Linked DNA regions of Mus musculus: region 2 is linked to region 1. The links are chromatin contacts, called in public Hi-C maps. All regions are on one chromosome and are shown on one strand. Each heading gives the region's core, a stretch centred on a gene start, on an enhancer-like site or on the middle of the called end of the contact. The rest is flanking DNA. Distances are from core to core; before and after follow the strand shown.

Region 1 (3,718 bases), core at 553-3,052:
CACCACTTCAGTGTGACTAGGTCCGCTTACCTAATTCAGAATGGAAGGATTAACATGAACAGTGATCATTCATTCAGCATTAGGCTTCAGATTCACTGGTAAGTTCTGCAACAGACAACCCAGTAGGTGAGGTATAACTTGGACTAAATAGAGATGGAGAAAGACAAATGAATCCTGAGTCTGGAGACTGAAGTTCAATTCTTGGATGTATTATCTAATGGCTGCCCGATGGCCAGAAAAATCACATAGAGTTCTGAGATCAGGATGAGCAATTAAACATAAACCATATCTTTTTTTCTCCATAGATGGATATGAGGAACTTAGACTTGCATACTCATTTGTGCTAAATGCTGAATAAAAGTGTGTATGTACTATGCATGCACTGAGGTCTTCCTTGTCTAAAAGGATAGCAAACATCAGTCAACCTTTTGTAGGGTCCCTTGTCAGTTTGTAGCTCTGAGAAACAGAAAAATCTATCTTTAGTTGCTAAATGAAAATTCTGAAGATTAATTTGATTGTCTGACTGTAACTGTATCAGCTCAGCAAGCTGAAGCCATCCAGCTCTGAGTGAACTACACTCAGAGGATGTTCAGGGTCAGAGGGTTCAAATGTTTTTTTAAGTTATGCTTTCTTGGTTAAATTTGTTTGGATAACCTAATAGCTGTGTGCCTGTGAAAGAAATTAAGGCAAAGGTAAAAATTCTTCTATTTAAATATCTCCAGGCTTAAGTGGATTCACTGGCCAATTCTACAAGCAACCTGCAATACAGAAAGGATGAAGAAACACTCCACACATAGCATGAGGTCAGCGTTACTCCAACAACATATAAAATGACTAGAAAACAGAATGGCACAAGGCTTAAGAACACAATTGTAAACAGCACTCAACATTTTACATTTAACAATATCCAACATAATAATAAATCCAATAAAGCGTTATGACTACGTAAAGTCTACCCCAGGAATCCAAGAACAGTCTAATATTTAAAATGAGTCAACATATTCACTCTGTTAAGTGACTGTAAGGGAAAGCTATGTGCCATCTCTGTGAATAGAGGAGGGGGGGTGGAAACTTTTACTGAACCCAACATCAATTACTGTCCAAAAACCCTACCCAAACTAGTAATAAAAGAAAACTTCCTCATCACGATAAAAACATCTCTGAAAAACACAGAATGAAGCAACAATCACAAAATGAAAGATGGTTCCCTGGTAAGACCAGAAATAAAGCGGTGACCACTTTGATCCAGCATTGTACAGGCAGCCCTTGCCAGTGAAATAAGGCAAGAAAAACCAATGAAAGGTTCCTGGATATGAAAGGACAAAGTCAATTAGCTTCGGTTACAGGCAACATGATTTCTCTGAACAGAATCCCAAGGACTCTATGAAGCAGCTAAAACACACACACACACACACACACACAGAGAGAGAGAGAGAGAGAGAGAGAGAGAGAGAGAGAGAGCACAACAGCTAGAAATGTGAATGGTCAATTGTTTGTAGAAGGTGAGTGTAAAAGTGAATTTTAAAACTATTCTCATTCTGATACTCTCTGAGCCCTGGCATTCAAGGCCTCAACAAGCCTGTTTCCAATTCTCTTCTCCATTATCTCTCTCTCCTTCCCACCCCCAATAAGCACAATGATTCTAAAAGGCAGATCTGCACACTCCTGTATGAAGCCTTATGTTTCTATCCTGGTGAGGTTTTCTCAATTCATTCCAGTCCTATCTTGCCCAATGTCTCCAAAGCTCTGTGACGCCTAAGCCTTATCTACCCTTCAAGGTCACTGTCAATACCCAACACCTCTCAGACTGCCAATTTGGACCATTCCAGACTCTTGGCCCAGTGCCTGCTATGCAGAAGGCCCTCCACAAGGCCTTGGAGAATAAATGAACTCACAGCATGCTTGCTGTTCAAATGGATTCACATGTTAGAACTCTGATCCGTGGGATGCGTGAATCTCATTTGTGCCCACCACCCACATCATGCACACTGGCTCAGGCAGGTTCTGCAACCTCGTCTTCCAGACAACTGAGTGTGTAATGATAGAAATCAGGGACCACGTCTACAGGCACAGTCACCTATAGCATCAGCACAAACATGGCTCAACTGGGACTGCAAATTCTTTCTGACCAAGATGCCCGTCATCTGTTCCATTTATTTGCACTACATATTTTTTCAGAATCCACAGAACAACCAATAAATATAATAGCTGATCTTGGATCCATGAATCTTAATCTACATGGAGTAAATTTTACTCTTAGCAAATCCAATACCCAGAAGCAACTGAGAATAAATTAAAAAGTGCTCTAACAAATCTTTTTGTGATAAAAGCAGAAGCAAAAATGCCATGGAGGCTTATATATTCTGAGGGTCCTGTGCAAGGTTGTACATGCAAAAGAAACTCTTCCTCCTGCATATAGAAGGCCCACCCAGTCTCTCGGGCCTAGCTACCCCTCCAGCCTCCCAAACTCACAGAGAGTTTCTCTCACAAGAAAAGCAAGGAAGCCAGGTATTTTCCCAGAGAGCCAGAGTCTTCTAAAGAGAGCAAATGAGAATGCAGGTCACTGCCCTTACCACAATCCCCTCCTCCTATCCTCTATACAGTTCTTGGTCACAGTGACCTTAGATCTGTGAATGGAAATAATAATAATAATAATAATAATAATAATAATAATAATAATAATAATAGCAGGGAGCTTGAAATCAGGGCCCAGCCAGGGGAGTGTAGGGAACCTTTCTAACAAGCTAAAAACACTGCCAAGACAAATGATTTGACCTTGACCTTGAAAAGAATCCAACCGTTGTACATTTTGCCCATGGCTGAGGTAATGCCATTACTGACTTCCTAGAAGCGTCACCCCAGGATGCTCCCCAGCTTCCTGGACCACAGTCATAGAGGGAGAACCTCCATCCATGTACAGTACATTGCCCATCTAGACTCTGGAATGATGAGACATAGGCATAGTCACTCAGTGTTTATGGGCAACACTCCACCAGTTTCCAGCAAGTCAATGCTAGAGTTCTCACACAGAGAGAAACCAGTCGAGCTGGACCTTCAAAAACCTCTCTGCCCAGTGTTAAAGGCCTCTCCTTTGATAGTCACAGGCCCTGTGACACTGCTGCCTTGGCATTCTCACAGGGAACCTTCCCACATGAATGTGCTCAAGGAACAGGGACAACATTCAAGCCAAGAATTCAAATGCATCTCTTAGGGGAGGGGTATCCACCAAGTAGCAAGGTCTGCTGGTTTGGGTTTCTTTCCATAGAAATTGGGAGGGTGCTTCATTGCCAAGAGCTGTGCCATACCTCTACAAACGGCCCCCTCCCCAAGCTATGGGCAGGTGGCATTTCCTGCCTACCTCAGCCACGAGCTTGGCCTTTCCACCTTGCCAGCCTCCACTAAAGCCCCATTTCCTTTTATCTAATTCTTAAGGGAAAGAAACGGCACGTTTATTAAAGCACTGGCTTATCTAGTTTATCCTGGATCTAAGCTGCTGTGATAAGTCCCTGAGCTACGTGCACACAGAGAGAAAGGCAAAGCTCGAGTCCTGATCAGAAGGAAGAGGTAAGGGCTGGAATGGGGTCTCAGCCTGCAGGTGTGGGTTCCACCCCAGGGAAGGCTCTTCCCCTCCCCTCTTTAGGGAGTGGGCTAGGGCTGAGGCAAATGCCCACATCCATATACCTTCTAGATCTGTGGTTCTAAACTTTCCTCATGCTGC
Region 2 (3,718 bases), core at 691-3,190, 38 kb after region 1:
TCCTCTTTTCAGCAAGGTAGGGGTGATTAATGTTCAGAGCAGTGACAGGAGGAGGTTTAAGCCACGGAGATAATAAGCAATGTGCAGATATGAGCTAAAAGGTGGAGGGACCAGGCCAGCCTTGGTGGGTCAACTCACAAGCAGTGGGCTGGGGGCTGGGCCTGGGAACTAGGGCAGTGCCCACTCTGTGTGCCAGAAATGGAAGTGTTTCCTGGGGCAGGGCTTTTCATTGGAACCACATCCAACCATTCATCTTCATGGGGACGCTGGAAGCACAGCTGATTTCGCATCCTCTGCCTGTGCAGTTCCGAAAGGAGAGGCTGGGCTCCTGTTGTCCCTTTGGCTTTGACTTTCCAATGATCTCCCTGGGGAGCCAGAGACACGGGTGGGAGGAAATCAGAGTGGGACTGTGACTATCAGGTTTTCAACTCCTGTTACACATTTTGGAAGGGGACAGTAGACACTGTCTTTACCATGTGTGCAGTACAAGATGGCCTGAACATTACAGAAGCATGAACTCAGGGAGGTCTGCCTTGGGAGAAGTCCTCCAGTCTCATCAGGAAAGACAAGCACCCCACTGGGAGACCTACCCTCTGTGCTCTGTCAACACGCAATGGGGAACATTCTTCCAGGCAGAGGCAATTGCCCTTTCCATACCATCCTGCACTTAACACCTGGGAACACCCCCAGCTCACACTAACCCGCTTGCTGTTCTTTTCAGTGAGGTGCCCACACTGCTCTGCTCTTTATATTAAAGTGGCACGCCAGTTTTTAAAATAAATTCAAAAACAAAAAAACAAAACAAAAAACCTAAGCATGGTACAGCCCATAGTAAAGTGTCCACGAACCATGAAATACAGCCTGGGGATTATTGGTGAGATTCTTATCCTTGAACATCAGGAACTCCGTAGACTGGTACTTTGTGTTGCCATTCTTTCTAAAACCAAAAGCACACCTAGCTGCTTCCTACGGAATGCGGGAGAGCCTACTGCTCCTAAAGGAAGCGACTGTGGAAGTGACTTAGAAGGGGAGAGGTAGTACGCGCGAAGAGGACAGGGCCAGGCCCGTTAAGGGGGGCGCGAGGCCTGGGAACCCAAGGCAGGCACCCAGTAGCGCCTCTCACCTGTGGATGTTCATCTCTCGCGGAGGGCGGTGGGCCTTGTCATAGGAGACCTTGGCGAAGACGCCCGCCACGATGACGAAGGCGATCACCCCGCAAGTGATGTAGACGGTGAAGTTGGTCTTGTCCTTCTCCGGGTCGTACTTGTTCTCGGGCCCCGGCGACACTACCTTGGTGCTGGGCGTCTGCACCCATACGGGGCTTTGGTAGTTGGTGCACTGGCGCTGGTCCAGCTTCTCGTGGCGCTTCTTGCAGCAGAAGCGATAGTAGCAGGTGCCGCAGCAGTACAGGTAGCCGCTCTCGCTGTTGTTGCACTCGAACTCCTTGTCGTACTGGCCGCTCACGTCGTAGTAGCCCCAGCACGTCTCGTAAGTAACAGTCGCGCTGGCCGCCGCCGCCGCCGCCGCTGCCGCTGCTGCGGACTGTCCCCGCCGGCTGCCCGCCTCCGGGACGCCGGACGCTCGGGCGGTGCTGTTTAGTTCGCGGCCGCCTCGGGCCAGGGCGCCCCCAGCACGCCGACCTCCGACGGCTCCCGCGTTCAGGGTCCGGTTCCCGGAGCGGCCGCGGGCGGCGTCTGCGCCGGGCGGCAGGTGCAGGGACGCGAGCGACAGCAGCAGCGACAGCAGCAGAGGCGGCAGCAGGAGGCGGCGCAGCGCCATGGCGGGGCCGGGCGGGAGGGCGCGGGCGGACGCGGGCTGCAGGCCGCTGCCCCGGCGGCTGGCCGGGCTCCGAGGGCGGCCGGGCGGGCTGGAAAGGCGAGACGGACCGGTCAGCGGCGGGGAGATGGCGCCATCGAGGCGCGGGCGGCGGCGGGAGCGCACGGAGCGGCGGGGCGCGGGCTGCGCGGGGCTCTCAGGCTGCGCGCCGGCTCCGCGCTCCCCCTGCGGGCTCCGCGCGCCTAGCGGGCAGCCCCATCCCCCGCCCGCGGCAGCGGCGGCTCCGCGCGACTCGGCTCAGGCCGGCCCCGAAGCGCGGCTCCCGGAGGCGGCGGCAGCGGCGGCGTGGTCCCGTCCGGGCAGGTCCTGCGGGACGAGACGGGGCAGCGGTCACGGGGTGCGGAGAGCGGCGAGCAGCCGGGCGGAGAAGGAGCGCTCAGCCCTCGAGGAGTGCGTCCCGACTGGGACAGTGGCCCGAGGACGCGTGGAGAACCCCTGGGGAAGCCACCGGGCCGCCGAGCCCGGGGACGGTGCTGCCGACTGAGGCTGGGGTCCGGCGGGCAGCCGGGGTGCGCGGCGGCTGCACCTCAGTCACTCACCATGCCGGGCTGCGACTGCAGCGGCGGCGGCGGCTAGGCGGGAGCGCAGCGACCGGAGCGAGTGAGCGGAGCCGGGAACCGCCTGCACTAGTGCCGGAGCGTGTGCGATAGGAGAGAGGGAGACACACGCACTCACACAGCCGCACACGCGGGAGCGCCGCGCGGGGAGGGCGGGGAGGGAGGCCAGCCGCTCGCCGCCGCCCACGTTTCCACGCCTGGGCGCCCGGTTGGGGGACGGCAGGACTTCTCTTTGCCTCTTCCTCTCCCTCCTCCCCACCCCCCGCCTCGAAGCTTCGCGTCACCAACGCCGGGACACCAGTTAAGCGACTAAGATGGCAAAGAGGGAGCTCACCCCCACTACCTTCACCCCGGAGCAAGGCCAGAGTGAGCCCTCTGGAGCCGGCCAGCGGCAGGGTTAAACCTACTCTGACATTGCCCTTCTAGCCCTCTGGTCAAGTATTTCTAACCCTCCCTCACTCCCCCGCTTTACTTCAGCCTGGTCTTTGCGCTACCAGAAAGCAAGTTGGGGTTTCTGCAAGCCTCTGCCTCTCCCTAGTGGTGATGTTCACAGCCAAGATAAGAGGTCAAGCCCATTGCTACAGGTTCCTACACTGAGGCCAGGGGTCAAGTGGCTGTTGGGCCACCTAGTGTGATGAACTTAGGCTCCTTTCTCCTCCATCGCTCGTGCAGGAGTGAGATAGCTCCAGCTCTGGGTGACACCTCGAATTCCCTCTTTCTCCAACTTTTTTTCTAGCATTGAGACGAGAGTTAAAAAATAAATAAAAAGAAATAAATAAATAAAACTACCTGGGTTTTAAAGATTTCTTTGGAAAGCCCTACATTCCTGTCGTTGCTGCTGGAGGAGACAGATTAGAGAGTCCCTTGTGACCAGAGTGAGACCAGGCTGGCTGAAAGGAGACCCACGAGTCTGGCTTTCTAAGCTATGTGGCCACCCCAAGGGGGAGTCAGAGTCTTAGTTTGCTGTGTGTTGTGTGGAGAAGGTGGGAGACCCGAGAAGAGGAGCAACAGCCAGCCCCAGACCGTAGTCCTGAGAACTTTGGTGGGAGACAGAGGCAGGCTGTTAGAATGATAGTAACAGAGAATTTCCCTGAAGTGGTCTACTCAGTCCTGCTCACGATGTGCCTCAAACAAACTCTCAGCATTCAGGGAGTCTGGTGTTAAATGGATGGACTGAATTGGAGCTGAAACCCAGAACCCACGGCACAGAGGGACATTTTTACCTGAGATGGGAAGAGGGGGACTTCTCTGGCCGACCGTTCTAGAAACTCTCCGTGTGCTGCTCATTCTCTATCCCCTCCTCCTTCCTCTTCTTCCTCGGCACT

The links. A called contact is a pair of places that touch in the nucleus more often than the background predicts.
Region 2: a Hi-C map of Sertoli cells shows a contact between it and region 1, with 2.6 times the contacts expected there. The contact joins the promoter of Shisa6 here to the enhancer-like site in region 1. A contact is called at or near these places in 1 of 39 promoter capture datasets (macrophages), 1 of 484 Hi-C or Micro-C datasets (Sertoli cells), 1 of 115 datasets of contacts at active chromatin or transcription factors (embryonic stem cells) and 1 of 9 other capture datasets (adipose tissue).

The regions. Positions count from the first base shown.
Region 1 is chr11:66,486,134-66,489,851 of GRCm38.p6, forward strand. The region is part of intron 2 of Shisa6 (shisa family member 6); the gene reads right to left. Among named protein-coding and RNA genes, the nearest start is that of Shisa6, 38 kb to the right of the region's middle. Within about 2 kb of position 1,803, at least 14 of the 459 cell types and tissues checked have an H3K27ac peak or open chromatin away from gene starts, as enhancers often do. A contact at or near this core is called in Sertoli cells, where this site is marked.
Region 2 is chr11:66,524,186-66,527,903 of GRCm38.p6, forward strand. Shisa6 (shisa family member 6) reads right to left here and starts at 1,941. Exons shown (of 5, transcript NM_001034874.3): 1 at 1,124-1,941. The coding sequence starts at 1,779.